2 separate regions of the Sus scrofa genome follow, and region 2 is linked to region 1. Evidence: chromatin contacts called from public Hi-C data. All regions are on one chromosome and are shown on one strand. Each heading gives the region's core, a stretch centred on a gene start, on an enhancer-like site or on the middle of the called end of the contact. The rest is flanking DNA. Distances are from core to core; before and after follow the strand shown. Region 1 holds the start of INMT (indolethylamine N-methyltransferase). Region 2 holds the start of CRHR2 (corticotropin releasing hormone receptor 2).

The links. Hi-C and Micro-C count contacts between places; a contact is called where the count stands out from the background.
Region 2: a contact with region 1 is called in a Hi-C map of fetal liver, with 1.6 times the contacts expected there. The contact joins the promoter of CRHR2 here to the promoter of INMT in region 1. A contact is called at or near these places in 4 of 47 Hi-C or Micro-C datasets (fetal liver, fibroblasts, liver and 1 more) and 1 of 2 datasets of contacts at active chromatin or transcription factors (skeletal muscle).

What each region holds. Positions count from the first base shown.
Region 1 is chr18:42,210,364-42,215,601 of Sscrofa11.1, reverse strand. It overlaps INMT (indolethylamine N-methyltransferase), which reads right to left and starts at 2,267. Exons shown (of 3, transcript NM_001244733.1): 1 at 2,060-2,267; 2 at 110-317. The coding sequence starts at 2,210. It also overlaps the pseudogene LOC106506831.
Region 2 is chr18:42,263,155-42,268,392 of Sscrofa11.1, reverse strand. CRHR2 (corticotropin releasing hormone receptor 2) reads right to left here and starts at 1,967. Exons shown (of 12, transcript NM_001144118.1): 1 at 1,865-1,967; 2 at 1,585-1,710. The coding sequence starts at 1,967.

The DNA.
Region 1 (5,238 bases), core at 1,018-3,517:
TGAGGGTGAGGAGGAGCCTGCGGGGGCGGCAGGTGAAGCAGGTTGCAGGCGCAGGCTCTGTCCTGCAGGGTGGGTGACCTGGCCTGAGAAGGGAGGTGGCCGTGGGTACCTGTCTCCCTCCAGCTCACACACGTATTGCACGGCTGGGGACCAGTCGTAGGCTCCCGGCTCCTCCTTCAACCACTTCTCCACCTCGCGGAGGTTCTGGTCTGTGTAGTCGGAGACGATGATCTCCCGGAAGACCTCACAGGCGGAGAGCAGCTGGTAGATGGTGGGGCCTGTGCCAATGTCAATCAGGATGTCCCCTCCCACTCCTCCTGCGGGAGACAGCACATGCCGGGTCTGGGGTGGGGGGACAGCCACCTCTATGCCCACCTGGAGTAGATGGAGATGCCAGCTCTGCCCTTCCCCAGGATTTGCCACTTGGTCAGGGAGGGAGTGACCAGACTGCCACACCTGGGGTTCAGGGGGGTGACAGCTGGTGGGTGGCATACAGCATGGCAGATTCCAAGTCCCCTCTGCTGCCCCAGGACCAGTTCTGCACTTCTGGGCAGGGTGCAGGTGGACTTCCCATGGGAGCTGGTTTGTTTGTTTTCAGCAGGCTTCTGACTCTGGGTTTAAAGCAATGGTGAGAGAGACCCCCACCACCAGCTGCCCTCCCTGCTCCTTGCTGCAGGGCACAGAGCCTTGGCTAAAGACTGAGACCTCAACCAGTGGGTTCTAACTTGGCTGAGCCCCTCAGGGAAGGCAAGGGGATCCTGTGATGAGTTAGGGGGAAGGATTTAGCCTCAGAGTAGCACTAGGTTCACTGCCGTCTTCTTCCCACTTCCTGCCTTCTGTGCTCCTTCAGTCCCACCTGTCCATGTTTCAAGGCCTAGTGGCAGCCGCTGCTCTAGGAAGTCTCCTCAGATTTCTGTGTGAGCATTAAGCTTGATCTCTTCTGTATTTCTGTGGATGTTGCTTGATAAACCTTCCTTGGCTCTGATTACATGATTAGGCAAGGTTTATTGAGTGACTAACTCCTACTTGCTCAGAACGGCACCCCCTCCCCTGCCGATCTGTGTGTGGCAGCCCTGACTTAACTGATGTTAGTTTTGCTCTTGCTACTTGCTGGCAGTCTGAGCGGGCCAGCCTCCTCACTCTCTCCGACCTCAGCATCCCCTTGCGTGCACTGAGGAACCTGGGCGATAGTCTCTGCTGGTCACCTGGCCTGCCGCCCCAGAGAAGGGGTTTGTAAACTGAGCTCTGTGGTGTGGCTGTGGGTATCCATGAACTTCCTTCTGAGTAAAAGATTAGGAGTGTATGTGTGTGTGCATGCATGCTTGCGTGTGACCGCACAAGTAGGTAGCAGAGCTTTCATCGTATTTTCCTTTTTTTTTTTTTTTTTTTTTTTTTTTTTGCTTTTTTAGGGCCACACATGGGGCATGTGGAAGTTCCCAGCTAGGGGTTGAGTCTGAGCTGCAGCTGCTGGCCTATGCCACACTATGCCACAGGCACAGCAACGCAGATCCAAGCTATGTCTGTGACCTGTACCACAGCTCAGGGCAATGTCAGATTCTTAACCCACTGAGTAAGGCCAGGGATTGAACCCGCCACCTCAGGGGTTCTAGTTGGGTTCCTAACCTGCTGAGCTACAACGGCAGCTCCTTCATCATATCTTCAAAGGGATTCATGATGCCAGACTATGAAGCCTGGCTTTAAGGGAAGACAGACAGAGCTGGTCAGATGCAGGCAGTGTGTTCTTGTCTGTTGTCTCTTTTCCCCCAAGCATGAGCCTGCTGCAAGGAGGCTCCAGAGGTCCGGAGTCACCTTCCCATTTCCCAGGTGAAGAAACCGAGGCGGACTATCACGGACTCAAGCCTGGCTCTTGCCCTCCAGGCTCAGGCTGCCCTGCACTGAGTGGCCACTTAGCAGAGGCACTCATTGGGTTCACAGGCTGGGCTGCCTTTGCAGCATCCTTGGTGTGCAGGGTCCCAGAGGGCAGGTCCCCTGCCACCAGCAGCACTTCCTGTCAGGTGCATGCCCACCCTGGCTTCCTAGATGGGTTCCAGCCACTCACCTGAAGAGAAGGTTTGGAAGAGGTTTTTCAGGTTAAATTTCAGGATTTCATTTTCAGCCACGGTGCCTGAATCAAAGGTGTAGTAGGTCTTTAAGTAGTCCTGGGAGTCAAACTCCTTGTAGTCCTCTCCTCTGTACAGCTTGCCCTCCATTCTGGCTGGGGATCTGGCTGTGTCTCCCCTGCTGCCGTGCCGTTATATCCTCCCTCCTCTCCCAGGCCCTGCCCGTTAGGCGTTACATAAGACCAGACCCTCCCTCCAGGGAGGAGCTTGGATTCCACAAAGTTGGAGTCAGGCCATGGTGTTAGCCTTTCTGGCTGGAGTTTATCTTATTAGTAATTATCAGGAATGGAGAGTGCAATAGGGTGGCCAATATCCTCTGGGAGGTCCTCAGTTCTTGGTTCCTGAGAGGTGATATTTTGAGTGTAGGTTCTGCTCATGGGGGTTGGGTGTAGAGAGAATGAAACAGCTGGAAAGAACACAGAGAGAACAAGAAAGAAATAGGCAGAGAGAGTGAGAGACAGAAATACAGAAAGAGACCAAGCTTCTAGAATAGGGCAAGGATTCTTCCCTTTTTGAGTTTGGTGGGAAAACAAAAACCAGAGCAGATAGACCCCTGAGGGTGAAAAACAGGATTCAGGGATGGCTAAAATTTCACTGACTAGGTCAGTGACCTTGCTCTTGAAAAGAGTTTGTCCTGAACCTAGTTAAATATTTCCTCTATCTTTAATCCTGTTTATTTTCTTAACCAACCCTTCATGTTTTGAGGGCAGAAGTAAACTTGGGTAGGAACCCTGAGAAGGCTGGGAAGGCTCTATTTATACAAACCATTTAAAAAGTGTTAGCATTCATCAAGAGAAACTCTAAAATTGCATAGAACTTTGGTGCACACACAGACTCACATACAGAACAAACAGGAATGCCCATAAAACGGAAATGCTAATGGAAGCAGTGGGTTATATCAGTGACAATATCCTGACTGTGGTATTTACTACATTTTAAAGATGCTATTACTGGAGAAAGTTGGTAAAGCATACATGGATCTCTCTGTTTTATTTCCTACAGCTGCATATGAATCTGCAAAGTGGATTCATATGCAGCTGTAGGAAAAAGTCTCAAGAAGTTTTATATAAAAAAAAGTGTTGCCAAATCACTTTCAAAAAATGTACCTAAGAGCAGAGATTTCAGGCAGCAAACTCTAGTGTGTTTTGCAACTGGGCAAGTGTGGAGCCCTGGCCTGTAATGTGTGCCAGGCGTGTCCCCCACCCTGGGCCTCTGCCATCTTCATAACAGTCTGTAGAGAAGAGGAAGCTGAAGGTGAAGGGCCTTATCCTCAAGGGGTGCTGACAGCAAGTGACGGGGTCTAGGTTCAGATTCAAGCCAGTGTCCAAAGCCAAACTAAAGACCAGCTCCAAACCTTATTCTCCTTCCATCACAGCCTATCTGGGTCCCTTAGCTGTGCTGCTCAAACTAGTGTACCCAGGACTCCCCTGGGGACCCAGCTAAATATAGATTCTGGTTCTGAGGTTCAGAATGGGCTCCTAGGGTGAAACTGAGGCCCGCATACTGTGAGCAGCACAGTCCTGGGTCCTACTTCCCAAAATCAACATTTATTTTTCAGGTTCTAATTTCAACAGAATATAAACTCTAATTTAGTGTCAAATTTCCCCCTTTTCTGGAAGTATTAGAATCTGTATTCTGGGATGAGAAGAGGGTCAATTATATACTAAATGGTGATGGCACAACTTCCTGCCCTATCGGAAGAAAATGGTTAGATCTCTCTCCAATTTATTTAAAAAAATTTTTTTTGGAGTTCCCGTCATGGCGCAGTGGAAATGAATCTGACTAGGAACCATGAGGTTGCATGTTACATCCTTGGCCTCCCTCATTGGGTTAAGGATCTGGCATTGCGGTGAGCTGTGGTCACAGGTCACAGATGTGGCTCGGATCCTGTGTTGCTGTGGCTGTGGCATAGGCTGGTGGCTACAGCTCTGATTAGACCCCTAGCCTGGGAACCTCCATATGCCGCGGATGCTGCCTGAACTGCAGCTTCAGCTCTTCCTGGGTCTCCAGTCTCCTGGCCTACCCTGCAGATTTTGGACTTGTCCTTTTCCATAATTGTGGGTGCCAGTTCCTTAATATAAACTTTTTTTTTAAATAAACTTTTTGATATATATTTTTTAGGTACACACACATGAACATGTACACAGCCTGTTGGTTCTGTTTCTCTGGAGAAGCATGAATAATGTAGGTACTTTGTGGCTTCCCTCAGCCCTGCCCACACCTTCGTTCATGCTGTCCCTTTATTAAAGGCCCCTCACATTATATACTGTCAGTGCCCCAGCTTCTTGCCTGCCCTAAGTGCCTTCTGCAGGCAGGCACACCACTCCCTGGAGGCTGCGCTGTTACCAATCCCCTCCTTAGAATCCAGGCCCTGACTGATCGCTGGGTGCTTCTGCTTGGTGGGGGCTTCAGGCTTTCAGGCCCTATGGGGTCAGAATTGTTTGTTTACGCAAAGCCAGAACAAGACGTCCTTGTCTATCCCACTTTCAGGGCAGAAGGCCTGGACCTCCAGGGGAGTAAATGCATTTCTGGCTGGTTTTTGGTCAAGACACAGAGCGCTTTCCTGGTACCAGAAAGGAAGCCAAGTTTTTCTCTTATAATCCACACCCACTTTAAAGGGAAAAACACTGAGGCCCAGGATTGACTTATCTGGATCACATGGCAAGTCAGCAGCCAAAAAGCTCAGCCTCCTCTGACAGTTTATGCTCTATGACAAGGCTCCCTTGTCCCATCTGTAGAATATGGGGGCTATTTTCTGATCTCATGGTGACCAGCACAGTGATGGAGGGTCAGCCTTTGGTTCTGCCCCCTAGGACCTAAGCAATGTCCTCAAGAAGGGCAAGGATGTGCAGAGCCCTCCCCACTCCCTGGTGGAGGAGAGCCACTCCAGGGGACCGCCAGCCTCACTGTGCTGTCAGGCTCACAATGTCTGCAACCTAAGGGAATGACTTCGGTTCTAACAGCCAAGGTAGTGGGAATGCAGATGGGGAAACTGAGCCTTGCCCAAGGTCATGCATCAGCATGTGGCTGGCAGTGTTGAGAGGAGGACCCAGGATTGGGCTCCACTGATTGCCCCTAAGGGACAAGGGTCTGTCCCTAAAGGACAGAGATATGTAAG
Region 2 (5,238 bases), core at 718-3,217, 53 kb before region 1:
CTCAGGCTGGGGTAGCAAGCAGAGCAGAGCTGCCTCAGGTCCACAGGCTGTGGGGTGGTGGCGCCTCATCACCTCACTTAGCAATCAGTCTCCAGGCTCAGACTGAATCAGAGACCCTGACCTGCACTGTCCCATCCCACCCCGCTCGCAAGATCCTAAAAATACAGTTTTATAACCTCAGAACTGGGAAGGGGCACGGAAGCCATTCCTGCTGCTTGCGCATCTCCTGGGCTGGGACCTCCCCTGCGCTCAGGGGTCTGTTTTAATCATGGATAGGAAGCACAGTCAGACGACACAGAAATGTTCCTTGGCAGCCCTGCTGCCTCTCCCACCTCCTTGCATCAGAGGCACCCCTGCCCTTGGACTCCTCTGAGCACAGCTGCCCTCTGGGCCCACCACAGTGCTCCTCCTCCAGGGTGTGGACAGGGGGATGCTCCTTAGCATCAGATGCCCATGAGGACGTCCAGCCCTCTAACCTTCTCACCGGGTGAAGGCCTGAGCTTGGGCAGGCTTGTGCGTATGTGTGTGTGTGTGTGTGTGTGTGTGTGTGTGTTTGTAGAGGACCTGTGCCACTGTTCAGACACACATTCAGAGAGAGGTTGCTACCAAGTTTCCAAGATGAGGGGCTTCAGACAAAAACAGGTGCCGTGCCCCCTCCAGTGTCTCAGAAGGCTCTTTGCTCGTGGGGTGGGGCTGGAGATATGAGTGGCCATTCAGGGTGGGCTAGTGATTGCTGCTCCCCACGGCCTCACAAGACACTCCCACTTGGCCCCCATCAGACCTTCCACAGGGATTTCTCAGGCCTGTGCCACTCCCAGAGCCCACACTGCACAACCCCACCTGCAACCTTTTCTGCCATCTCCCCAGACTGTCGAGTCAGCCAGTGATTTGCCTGGAGGAAGGAGGGCACAGGCTGTTCCCCCAGGGAGGTGGGGGGTGGTGGTCCTGATTCAGACACCTTGCATCACCTGGGTAGCAGGAGTAACGCTGCCCACCTGCCCCTGACTCACAGCCCGGAGGGCCAGTCCGGGGACATCCGGGTAGGAAAGAGGATGCACGCCACACTCTGGTCCAGAAATGTCTATGCTTTGCATACGTTCCCAACACAAGACGCACCCCACCTTTCCTGCCTCCAGTTCTCTTCTTCCCTAGCAGAGCCTGATGGCTGCCCTCACCCTGACCGTGTAGGTGGCCCCCTCCCAACCGCCCCGGGGGAAGTGAGGGGGGAGGGAAATTGGCTAAACAAAAGAAGCCCCAATGGGGAAACTTCAGGCCCCCAGAATATATAATGTGTGAGAGAGATTTATCTTCAAAAGAAAGTATTTCCTTCTCCCTTCCTGGGCTCTCAGCGCATGGAGCACGAGAATCGTGGGCAAGTGACTGCCTTACTGAGGTCTGAAGCTACAGTGGGGTAGGGGCAGACAGCGCCCCGGTACTCTAAGGGGTCTTTTTAACGCCAGCGGTATGAGGTGCCATGGCCCTCGGCGGTCTTCAACGCTTGGTCAGGAGCCCTTGCCGCTCTGTAAACCGCCCTCCTGGGAGGTGGGTGTAGAGCCCGCGGCAGAGGGTCCGGGGGGCACTCACGGGTCGTGTTGTACTTGATGCCGTTGAAGTACTCAGGGCACGGCCTCTCCACCAGGGCTCCGGCCGCGCTCCGGGGCCAGCACGTCCCGATCTGGTCCAAGGTCGTGTTGCAGTAGAAGTAGGGACCTGGCGACGGGAGAGCGCGGAGCGGGGCTCAGAGGGGGTGCTGGGGGCGTGGGGCGCCGCAGGACGTAGGGCGCCGGGAGCGCGGGGCCCTGGGCGCACCCAGCGCGCCAGGGAAGGAACCCGCGCCGCCCCGGTCCGCTCGCCTCCTGCCTACCCTCGGGGTCCAGGGACATCCCCCAACCGTCCAAGAGCAGCTCTTCGGCCAGAGCCAGGCTGCAGTTGGCCTCCAGCAGGCTGTGGAGCAGCGCCGCGTCCATTGCGCCCCGGAGCCGCGCGCCCGGAGGGAGTGTGAGTGTGCGCTCGGCTTGGCAGCCGGGGGCTGGGTTCGAGAGTGAGAGGTCGAGAGAGGTCTGAGTCCTGGTCCTGCCAGCTCAGCCCCGACCCGCCAGGCAGCCTCCGGGCGCTGCGCCCGAAGCTGCCAAGTCTGGACCTCGGCGGAGAGGAGATGCGGAGCGCACGGAGCTGCGGGTCCACCCGCTCGGTCGCGGCCAATGGCGGCATCGGGGGCGGGGCCGGGTGGCTCCTCTCCGCGGGGCCGAAGCTTCCGCCCCCGGCCCACCCGCCTGTCCCGAGCGCCTTCGAAGGCTCCGCCAAGGGCTGGGGGAGGGCGGCGGGGATAGAGAGGGTGGGCCTAGGGTGGCCAAATGCCCTGTCCGAGGATGGCAGGTTCCAGGGCTGCAGAGGGCAGCGAAGCGCGCCCGCCCGCGGAGGAATCAGAACTGGGTGCCCACCGAGCCAGAGTTGGGTGGCTGGAGGCCTGAGGGTTTTTTCTCCCCGAGTGAGGTCACGGAAGAGGGAGCAGGGGGAGCAGAGAGTCCACGTGCAGAGCCGCCCTCTAGAAAAGTTCCGGTGGCCTCTGGGAAGGAAGTGGATTGGAGGGGCTTCGAGGGAAGCACTGGGCCACCGGAAGAGTCTAGTGAGATCAAGCGGCCTGAACAGTGCAGACCTGGGCCAGGTCTGGGATGGAGAGGGATTTGGGAGACCAGCCCTGGTGAAGCGGGACCGGAGAGAGGAGTGGGTGGGTGGCTTCCAACAGAAGCCAGGGGGCAGGGATGATGTCAGGTCTCCGGCTTGGAGAGAAAGTGGCTGAAATTACCTGGAGGACTTCAAATACTCAGGTCTGACTGCCCTGGGCTCCAGAGGGAATAAAGTGAGAACCCCTCTTCCTCAGGGCTTGTGCAGGGCCATCTGGAACTCTCGTGTGTGTGTGTGTGTGTGTGTGTGTGTGTGTGTAGGGGAGACCAGGCCCCACAGCGAGTGCGGAGGAGCTAAAAACCTTTATCTAGAATTTGTCCAGGCCCCTCAGAGCTGCCTGTTCCATAATTTGCCAAATGCCAACACTGGGTCGCTGCTCATGCCCGCTGAGCAGGGGAATCTGGAGACAAGGGCTGGGGTATAGTTCACCTCATCTCAGGCTGGGTTCTGGTCTGCCTCTGCCTGTACTCTCTCTGCATGTCCCCCAATTCTCACCTCTTCTGGGGCAGCTTCTCCACCAGTGAAATGTTCTCGGACACCCCTCCCAGCCCAGAGAATCTCCAGTTCCGAGTTCGGAGATGCAAAGGCTGAGGAAGATGAATGCATGTGTGAGTGTGTGTGTTTCTATCTTTAGAGGGCAGGGAAAGCTGGGTCCCAGTCCCAGCTGGGCTGGAGGCCCCAGGAGAGCTGGTCCTCACCCTCCTTGCCAGCCCCCTCTGGGAACAAAGCTGCTGGGGAAGGCTAAGACACCCTGAGCCTGCACTAAGACCTGAGCAGGGAGAGGGGAAGAGGCAGGCTGGGCTGCCTTTGGGTGCTCCAATCTCCCCAGCCTCCGTGTTAATGCTGCTGTCACTGTCCAGGCAAAGCCAGAGAGCACTGAGGCCAGGGCCAAGCACAGGAATCTCTCCAGGGCCAGCTGATTGACAGGTACAAGGTGCAGAGAAGCTAGCCAGGTCTGTCCTCTGCCTTTGAATGGACAGAGCCCTTGGCTCAGCTCTGGGCAGCTGCAGAGGCAGAGATCCCTTAGTATCTATAATAGCAGTGCCAGGAGCAGGCGAGGCTCAGTTGAGACCCAGTCCCAACCCTAGGCAGATTCCCATTCATCCTTCTAATGTTCAGCTTAGCCCTTAGAAAGGAGGTGTCCTTTCTCTTATCTGGGATGGGTGGCCTTTCTTGGTGCCTATCTATCTGCTGGGCCTGGTCTATGTCACATCAAGGTTGTTGGTTTTTCTACTGTCTCTTCTACCAGCCTGTGACTCCTGGAGGGCAGGGCTGGTTGTGTTCACTAACCAGTCCCCAGCTCCCATCAGAATGCGCCAGGCCTGTGCTCAGCGAGTCACCACTGAAAGAACAAATGCCTGGGCAGCAGTCCTGTCTCTCAGCCAAGGCTCTTTTCCCATTTAACCAGCCCTGGTGTGTGTGTGTGTGTGTGTGTGTGTGTGTGTGTGTGTGTGTGTGTTGGATTGGAGAGTTATTTCAAGGGATCCTCCATTCCATTTGGGCACTTATGTTGCCTATGGTCTGAAAAAATAATATCCCTACAACTTACAGTAAATATATGCTCTATTAGTTTCCTCTGCGATGAATAAAACACATAATCCATTTAATGTCTGCTTGAAGTCTCTTGTGATTATGTGTGTTTTTCCTTTATTTGGACCTCAGGGGCAGACAATTTAATTGATCACGGTCTTTGATTCATGACTCCTTGTCATCATTAGCCCATATACATCCCAACTTGATTTTATTTTAGACTTTTATGGAAGTTTGTATGTACTGGCACATACGATGCATCTATCATCCAATCCAAAACTGGATCATTACCAACCATTTACAAATTTATCTATATCTGGCTTCCTCAGAGGGAGCATTCTTTTGCATGTTGCATTTATCATCCTTTGCTCTTAGGTTTTTTTTTGGTTTTATCACATGCGGTGTGTCTAAACAGCTGGTTGTTTGGTTTTACTCGTTTCTGAACTTTGTGTTAGTTAATATGCATTTGTTCAATCAGTGGACACCTAAAAGGTGATCCCTATCAAGTGGATCCATCTGAGAAACTCTTTCTGAAGTCCAAGGGCATCCTAACAACCTGTACCTCCCGCCTCAGGGGCATGGATAATGAAGGATGATGTCGTCTCCACAGCGGCTGCTAGGCAGCCTCCCCAGCGACGCGGTGGCTGAATAATTAATGACAGGGGGACATGTTCACTCTGAGTTATAAGAGGAAAAAGCAGGTTACAAAACTGTGGACACAGGATCATCCCAGAAAAAACACGAGGCTCTATGCATTGATGAACATCTGCGGTATAAACATTTAAAAATCCCTGGGTGGTGGGATAATGAGCACTTATTTTCTTCTTTGATTTTGAAGAATATTTTTTCCACATTTTATCTCTAGCTCCCATTTCTAAACAGACGAATGATGCTATAAGTCAAGCGGGGGGTGGGGGGAGCCTTGCGTTGGAGAAGACTCAGAGGCGGGAGGATGGCCGTCACCTGCCGGGGGCCACGGGGAAGCGAAGGACCATGTCAAGCCCTGGGCAGGGAGAAGGCAGT